Regions from separate parts of the Zea mays genome. Here region 2 is linked to region 1. A link is a contact called in public Hi-C data. All regions are on one chromosome and are shown on one strand. Each heading gives the region's core, a stretch centred on a gene start, on an enhancer-like site or on the middle of the called end of the contact. The rest is flanking DNA. Distances are from core to core; before and after follow the strand shown. Region 1 holds the start of LOC100285833 (vacuolar protein-sorting protein bro1). Region 2 holds the start of LOC103627470 (E3 ubiquitin-protein ligase RMA1H1).

Region 1 (4,413 bases), core at 1,091-3,590:
TCAAGCTAACCATTGGTCGATAAAACAAAATAAAATTACTTAATCCCTCTAAAGTTCTCTCTTTCTGAATTTATTTCCCCTGACCAAACTAAACTTTAAGGGCTAGTTTGGGAACCCTATTACTAAGGGATTTTCATTTTTTCCAAAGGAAATTAGTTCATTTTTCCTTGGAAAAATTGGAATCCCTTGAGAAAACGGTGTTCCCAAACTAGCCCTAAAGTTAAATATTTCGTTGATGACGTGCATCCCATAACATAGTAACTGAAAAGAGTAGATGACATTGTTTAAATATTTCAATCAACTTGTTAGCTTTAAGATCGGGTATAATCCCCCAAACTTCTAGAACCTATGGTTTGGATGTACACTCAATCACCCAAGTTTGAATCCTCTTCTACTTTATCTATTTAAAATGTAATTCTTCCTACACATGTTTCGATTTACAAAGATTTGTACTTTTATGTTTGGTGTGTCACCAATCCAACAAGATAACTAGTTGTACAAAATCATAATCTGTCAAGGATAGCAAGGCTTCAACCTGTCAGGCCGTCATGATATGTAAACTAATGACTAAAATCTCACTTGGCTAGCCAACTTTTCCGATTCACTTTGTGTTATGTGTTGCAGTGATTAACGAGGTAAATATGCATCCAAGCGACAGAAAAAATGAGCAACATCGAACTTTAGAATCAACTGCAACCAGTACTGCAGGAAGAATGACAAAATCATTTAAGTATTAAAAAGATCAAATAACATTCATTTTCATTATAGAACAGTGTCACTCCTATAGAATTATACTCCCTCCCAGTCATAACGAGATCATATTTCAGACAGCAAAAAATAACTAACTACTCCTCCGTTCAAAATTATAGTTCACTTTAGCTTTGTATGAAGTCAAATTTCTCAATTTTCGTCCCAAGATTATAGAAAAATACATTAACAAACCTGGTCAAAAGTACATAATTTGTAAAGCTGGGAGTATGTATAAGTTAAATTTGCTGTTTGGGACATCATTGAATTGTGACTGGATGTACTATTGATTGATCCTTCTATTTGAACATGTTACCATGATTAAATAAAACGTACAAGTAGTCATAAGTGAGTGAATTTACATCTTTATAATAGGAATTCACGATCATTTGTGGAAGTAGATCTGGGAGTTACCAGAAATGGAACTGATTCATACGAGGGGCAATTAATTTAGACAATGCAATTGATATAAAGCACCAAACTAATGCCAATTTCCAAAGCATCAACTTACACCCTCTATTCCCTATCACCTCCCCATGGGTTCATTCAAAAGGGAACATGTGCATTTCGAATTCATATTTCTTGACCAACCTGGCAAATCTACTGGGGAGCATTCTTCAGTTCCCCATTTGATCAACACGAATAAATAACCCACTCCTACCATCTTTTTCAGTGTTTGCTCATAGCAAACATTTTCTCACCTTAAAGTACCCAAAACGATTTTCACCAAAATTGGATCAGCTAGTAGTCATAAACTGTTAAAAGTGCATTTGTGCATTTTGCAAAGAATGATCTCTGAAGTTGTGCAACGAGCAATGTGGTTAAAACCCCAACCGAGACATAACGAGAGGAATATACAGGAAGAGGGCAGGGCGTGCAGTCAGTAATTCTCACCTGCCTAGCCACTTTCGAGCACACTGTCTGTGATTTCCCTGCGTCGAGAGCGCGCTCGAAACAGCACTCCTGCGCCTGCGCGAGCATGAGCCTCTCCAGCATCGCCGAGGCCTGAGAACTCATATCCACCGTCGTCGCCTCTTCCTCTTCCATCATCTCCCCAACCGCACGGAACGCCCCCGCGGCGCGCTGAAACTCCCCGCACGCCGCCCTTACCCCTTCCTCCGTGGCGCGGCTCACGGTCGCCGCGATCCTCGAGGCGGCCGCGCCGACGTTGAACACGATGGCGGCCTTCTCCAAGCGGAGGGAGGCGGCTGTGTGCTTCAGGTGGGGGCGGAAGGCGTCGTGCCAGGTGATGTACAACGTCTCGTCGAAGGCGCAGGTGTCATTACGGGCGGAGGAGAGGAGGCGATGGTAACGGAGGAGGAGAGCGCGGCGGGAGGCGGGTGGCTGGGCCTGCGGGTTCGGGACCGCGACGGCGACACGGGCGGCACGGATGTCAGAGAAGGAGGCGGCGTCGAAGAAGTGGCGGTCGCCGAAGATTCCGGCGACGGCGGTCTTCTTTTCCTGGACGTAGAGGACGGGAGACGGCGGCCGCAACATGATTGGCCGGCGCAAGTGCGCAAGCGCAACGAACGCGTTAGACTCTTCGACGTGGACTTGTTCAGTTGAGAATTGTGAGATTCGTGTCAGTGCGTATCACCGGTCTGAATTAAGCTTTACGAGTTATATACCGGTGAAGGCCCAAATACGAGTACTGCATCTCCGACACAATATTTGGGCTTCGTCGTTTGCCCAGATGACAACTATCTGGGCTCAGATTTGGTATTACGTCCTGTTCGTTTCATATTATAATTTATCTAGATTATATTATAATCTAGCGTAAATAATGCAACGATTAAATAAATACTTAGACTATAGATCCAAATTATATAACTTAAAGCCTAGAATACGATAATCTTCATAATCTTTTCAAGAGTAGGTTATTTGAGATTATTTTTGGTAAAAACCCATTACCTATGGTTATGTTCATAAAATTTTACAATACCTGTTATTTTTCTTCTTTCCCCCAAATCACACGCACGTAGTGTATTGTTGCCATTGCCTTTGTGTCTCAATGATTAATAATAAGGGGGTTAAAATCATATGTGCAATGTGAGAGAAGGGTATAATCAAAATTAATCCTAAAAATACTTGAATTTTTTTAATTAATTGTGATTATACTCTTCTCCCACCCTGCAATTGTGATTTTACCCCTCGTTTTTATTTTTAATCACTAATTCTGAGTTTCACTAATACTGTTCAGGAGAGCGGCAAACAACGACTTCATTTTCAGAACAGAGAGGTAAAACCACAAAGGTGAAAAGCGAGAGATACAATCGTAATTGCAAGATCAGAGAAGAGTCACAATTGTCGAAAATAGTATTTAAAAATAGTGGAGAAAGCGGAACCATTAAAGACATATCCTAAAAATATATACATCAACAGTTCTTAAGGAGCTACAAATTCTTTAGATATGGATTTGACACCACATAAAGGCTTGTTCATTTTTGCGTTAGTCCAGGATGAAATTGAGTCGGATTAAATTTATAATAAGTCAAAATTTATCTCAATCTCACCCAATACACTCCAGTCTACATGAAATATCAATAACCGAACAAGACAAAAAGTTGTTTTGCCAATGACATACATATATTCCAGACCCAAAGCACACAACACACACGCACACACTGACGCTCATATTTGTGCAGTAGTACTAGTACACAATGCAGTACTTGCAAAAAACTTAAACATTCAACTAAAGATCAGAGGAGAGCATAAAACCCGTCTCCTCTTCCAAGCCTTTAGGGAGATCCCTTAAAGACAGAACACTACTCCATGCCGCTGTGCAACTGCAAACCATGCAACAAGGGACACATGCTTGAAATACCTAAATATCATGTCGGAATATCAACAAGGATGGCGGTTGAAACAGAGGCCATCCTTGTCCCAGCCTTAAAAATCCAGCTGGGATTCCTTATGCTGTTTCATCGGGAGAGAAAAAAAAAACAGTCAGAGGGAAAGGTCCAGATAAAATGGTGGTCCTTCGATGCCCCTGTTCGGTGAATGGTGATCGTGCTGCGAGACGCCACAAGCCGACTCTTAAAATCTGCAACTTGTGAGCATCCCGATTCCGGTGGATACTTCCTGCGCGTGAAGATCGTGTGCCATGTTCAGTCCTTCCACCTGTAGGTTGGACTGCGGGGAAGAGGAAGAGGGGGAGGAGAAGAAAGGGAAGCAGCGGAGGCCACGGCAGTCCCTGCCGCCGGTGTCGCCGGGGCTTCCGGCATGCTGGACACGTAGTCCATGCTGGCAGCCTCACTGGCGAAGCGAGACTGGAGGAAGAGGCCGTGGGCGTTGTCCATGTCGTAGTCCCACACGGAGCTGCCCGGGCCCCAGGCGCTGAACCACGCCTCCTCGGCCGGGCCCCACATGCCGCTCGACGCCACCGACGGCTGAAACATGACCGTGCTGCCGTCACCGCCATGGTGATCGGCCGATTGGAGCTGAGAATTCGGTTCGTGTTCCAAGTTGTTTGGCTGCTCTGCTTCCGGGAACAGAGGCTTCGCTTCGCTGTTGCACGGCTGCTCACCGTCATGCCGCTGAGCTTGCTTCGCGTGATTCTCGTCCGGCGTCGGCGGAGCAGACGACGAAGAGGAGGAGCAGGACACGGCTGCACTGGCACTGGTGCGGCCGCTCCCGCCGACGCGGCCCTTGCCAAGGAACAGGTCG
Region 2 (4,067 bases), core at 1,121-3,620, 170 kb after region 1:
ATTTAAGACTAGTTTGGGTGACATAAATCCGGAGAGGATTAGAGAGACTAAAATCTTTTCTTATTCAATTTTAAATAAATTTTTTAAGACCCTCTGATTTTCTAGCTCCTAACTAGTTTGGCAACTATATTTACTAAGGGATTATCATTTTGCCCTCTAATTCCCTCTGGTTTTCTGGCTCACAAACTAGTTTGTCAACTATATTTACTAAGTGATTCTCGTTTTCTTAAAGATAAATGAACTGCTTTCCTTGGAAAAAATGGAAATCTCTTGAAAAAAATGGGTGACACTTCAACAGACTTAACGCCTTATTTACGAAGATAGACAGGTTTTTTTTGACGTGATAGCCTTGATAATGAAAAACTCTGCTAAGACTGTCCTAATCTTTAATCTGATCCTAGTCATTAGTCAAGTACTTATTTCTCTAGAAATAATTGAAAGACAACGACAAGGTAGGATAATGAACCACTTTTAGGTTCCAAAGCAATTATGAGTTTGGACTTTGGAGCACACTAGATACTCAACGGAGATAAGCGCAACAAAAGGTTCCTTTTTAAGCATATCTATGGATCAGAAAAGACGACAACAAAAAAGCAAAGATAATGGTTTCCAGACGGAGATAAGATCCCGAAGCAGGAATAATTTGCCCAGCAACCATGACGGTTTTCTTTTTTCTTGAACCCGTACAACCTCCATACTCTCGGCGTCGCAGTTTACACACGCTGACAAAAACAAAAGCAATGGGGTCGGGAACCCATCAATGATTTGGCCAGCAACTTGGAGGAGGGTTCATTAAATAATACTTCATCTGTTTTAAAATATAATTCGTTTGATGTTTTCAACTCCAACTTTGACCGATCATCTCATTCAAAAAATCATGAAAAAGTAAATATATAAAAAGCATATTTGATAATAAACCAAAACATAATTTTTTTGTTTTTTCCACAAATATTTGAATAAGATGAGTATCAAAGTTAAAATTTTAAAAGTAAAACGAATTATAAAATGGGAAACTTCACACCCATAGAGGCATAGATTTAACTGTCAACGTAGTAGATTTTCGTTGTCTTATGCTAATTGTGCTCTGCACTCTCCATTAATATCCTAATCCAAGGAGTGACTCCGAACAAGCAGCATGTGCATGTAGTTGTGATCGACTAGCGTTGCGTTCTGGCTTTATGATGGAATCAGACGGTCAAAGATCAACACGCGAAGCACACGGATTCAGTAGAGTTTGATGGATTACACTTACACCGCTAATTAATTACCAAAGGGCAAATTGTTTAGTGCACTCGAGATACTAAAACCGATGCATAGGAGGTTATAATCAGAACCCACTCTCATCACGTTTCATTTCAATGATTTGTATCTAGTTAAGCTTAGCATGCAGTTAGCACAGGGTGCCCTCCAAAACAAGGCACCGTTAGCCTTTCAGCCTTTTGTTTTGCGCACTCAACAATCAACATATGGCCGAACCGATCTTTTTTCACACTGAAGCTTTCCTCTACTCTCGATTACATTTCATAAAAGAAAATAATGCATAAAGAAAACACACACACACACAATTCATTACGACCTTTTCAAAAACTCGTAGGTATGACCTGCAATGTACCGAATGGTAGTTCCCAACAGACGTTTGGTTTGGTTTCCTTGCGAAATAAGGAGATAGGAGAGAACAACGATATTTGTGGCGTTGAGAGAACGACGGATACAGATTCGCTGCATCCCTCGAACCACAGGACCAAGAAAAGAAAGCAAGAAAGAAAGAAGAGCCACCGCTAGAGCAAATCAGATCCATGGCGATTCACGTGGAAGCTAGGAGGTGGGGTATCGAAGTGGCGCAGGACATCCGTCGGGAGAGAGAATCATGTCCAAAAGGGAACAACAGGACACAGCGACAGAACGGAAACAATCCAACGAGCACCCATAGCCATAGAAACTGCAGCAGGGGCAAACCAGCTGATCTAAACCGTGAACACAGGCAGAGGGACACCCCGGATACTACACGTATCACAAGCAGCACGTACTCGGATCGCCACATCACTCGGAACCAGTAAGAACAGAACCAATAAGAAGACGGGAACTGACGGCGGCGACTGACCTGCGGCGGCAGGATGCAGCCGACGTCCCTCCGTCTCTCTGTCCCCCAGGTCCAGGGCGCAGGATCACAACAGTGGCGTAGTACAAATAGGCGGAGGAAAAAGATGTGATGGTGGCGATGGCGCTAACAGCTCAGCTTTTATGAGATGAGATGAGACTGCCCTTGGGGCTTGCAAGGAAGAGATCGGATGAGGAGGGAGGAAGGCGGCGGATGCGGCGTGCGCGTCGACGTCAGCGGAGGCGGGGTGCAGTGTAGTGCAGTGCGGGACTGCGGGGGGATAAAAAGGCGGAGAGGTTGCGGAACAAACAAGAGATGGAGCGGCGGTGCAGGCAGATGGCAGAGGCCAGCGACCGGGAGTGGGAAGCGGACGTTTCGCTTGTTGGGTGGGTGCAGTTCGTCTCCATTCTCACCTAGCAGGTAGCAGTAGACCTAGTGTTTTACTATTATTTTCATTTATTAAAAAAAAGTTTGGCTTGCTCTTATCCATTAGCAGCAGTTTCGGGTGTGGTTTTATCGCTCCGTGGTAACATATAAGATCTTTTTTGGTTAGTGCTGGAAAACCTTTTTCTTGAGGGCTTGTTTGGGAGGAAGGATACCGAAGGGACTGGAGGGGATAAAATCCTCTTGCTATTTAAAATTGAATAGTAAGGGGATTTTAGCCCCTCCAATTCTCTTCGGTATCCTTGCTTCCAAACAAGTCCTGAGTGATACCAGCAGATAGCTTGCGCCCGCGTACAAGACCACTTGGCCTTGTTCCGTTCCAAAAAAAAAAAAGGAAAACACTTCAATGGCATGCGAGCGTCGGCATCAGCTCATGCACGCGCACGCCGCTCCCAGCCGCCATAGGGCAAGGAATTCGGCCGATCAGCGCAGCCCGCGCCGTGCGGCCGCGTCAGGCAGGGCTCGTCATCTCTGCTCCCTTCCACGGCAGCGCGGCCGTGCGCCCCAGCCGCAGCGATTTCCATCTGGCAGCTCCGATCCAATATCTTCGCCTCGCCCGCCGCCTGATTGGTTCTCGTTTTAGAGCTGATCTCATGCAGCAGGACTCAGGCCCCTTTGATTGGCTATTTCGACAGCTCTATGACTCTATCTCGGCCTCTCGGGCTCATCGTGTACCAAACGGTAAAGAAAAAATGGCTTCTCGTTAACAGCCCAATAAGAGCTATAACCCGTTTTCTAGTTAGAAGTCAGAGCACCAAAAAAAAACATGACTTCTACTTGTTCCTCCTCTATTTTTCTTATGCACCATTCGAAAGAAACACATAGAAAGTTGTTTTATCAACTAAATTACAAAATAGCTCCGGCTTGAATGAGCCAAAGAAGCTAGATTCGGAACCAAAGGACCATCAGTCAGGAGCAGGGTTTTAAATCTCGTTCAACACATGTTTACCGCTACTCCCAGAAACGAGAAACCGGCGAAAAGACCACCATTTCTTGCCAAACCCCGACCGGTATCGGTTTTCAAATTGAAATCACCAGTTTCTCGTTTTCCTCACCGAGAGATCGCCACTGGAGACAGAGAAACACTAAGGGCATGTTTGGTTGGACGGCGACTATGAAAAAGCCGTTGTGGACTGTGAGACATGGAAAAATCTGTTGTGCGCTGTGACCTATTAAAAAACTAAAAATCGTTTGATCGAAAACACTAAAAATCATTAAAAGTTGTTCGATATATGTTTTTCACAGTTCCATTCGAAAATCACTAAAAGAAGGTCCGAAAATGCTTTCTTTTTTGTACTACGAGAAAATCGTTTTTTTTTAAGAAAAAACTGCTTATGAATCTAGCCATTTAGTTTGGCTTTTGTCTTTTAGGAGGTAGCTAAAGCCAAAAACCAAACAAACACACCCTAAGATTCGTCGGACCACAAGACTAATGCACTAATGCTAAAAAAATATGTTCACTTGGTGTTCACAGATGTAAAGCCTGACTATTCTCAAACATGTCATATTGGTGTAACTCCTTTTC

What was found. A called contact is a pair of places that touch in the nucleus more often than the background predicts.
Region 2: a Hi-C map of leaf shows a contact between it and region 1, with 4 times the contacts expected there. The contact joins the promoter of LOC103627470 here to the promoter of LOC100285833 in region 1. A contact is called at or near these places in 6 of 25 Hi-C or Micro-C datasets (bundle sheath, ear, leaf and 1 more).

The regions. Positions count from the first base shown.
Region 1 is chr5:192,702,765-192,707,177 of Zm-B73-REFERENCE-NAM-5.0, forward strand. It overlaps LOC100285833 (vacuolar protein-sorting protein bro1), which reads right to left and starts at 2,341. Exons shown (of 2, transcript NM_001158723.1): 1 at 1,642-2,341. The coding sequence starts at 2,244.
Region 2 is chr5:192,876,768-192,880,834 of Zm-B73-REFERENCE-NAM-5.0, forward strand. It overlaps LOC103627470 (E3 ubiquitin-protein ligase RMA1H1), which reads right to left and starts at 2,371. Exons shown (of 3, transcript XR_553621.4): 1 at 2,102-2,371. It overlaps LOC109939988 (a long non-coding RNA gene), which reads left to right and starts at 2,427. Exons shown (of 2, transcript XR_002262482.1): 1 at 2,427-2,518.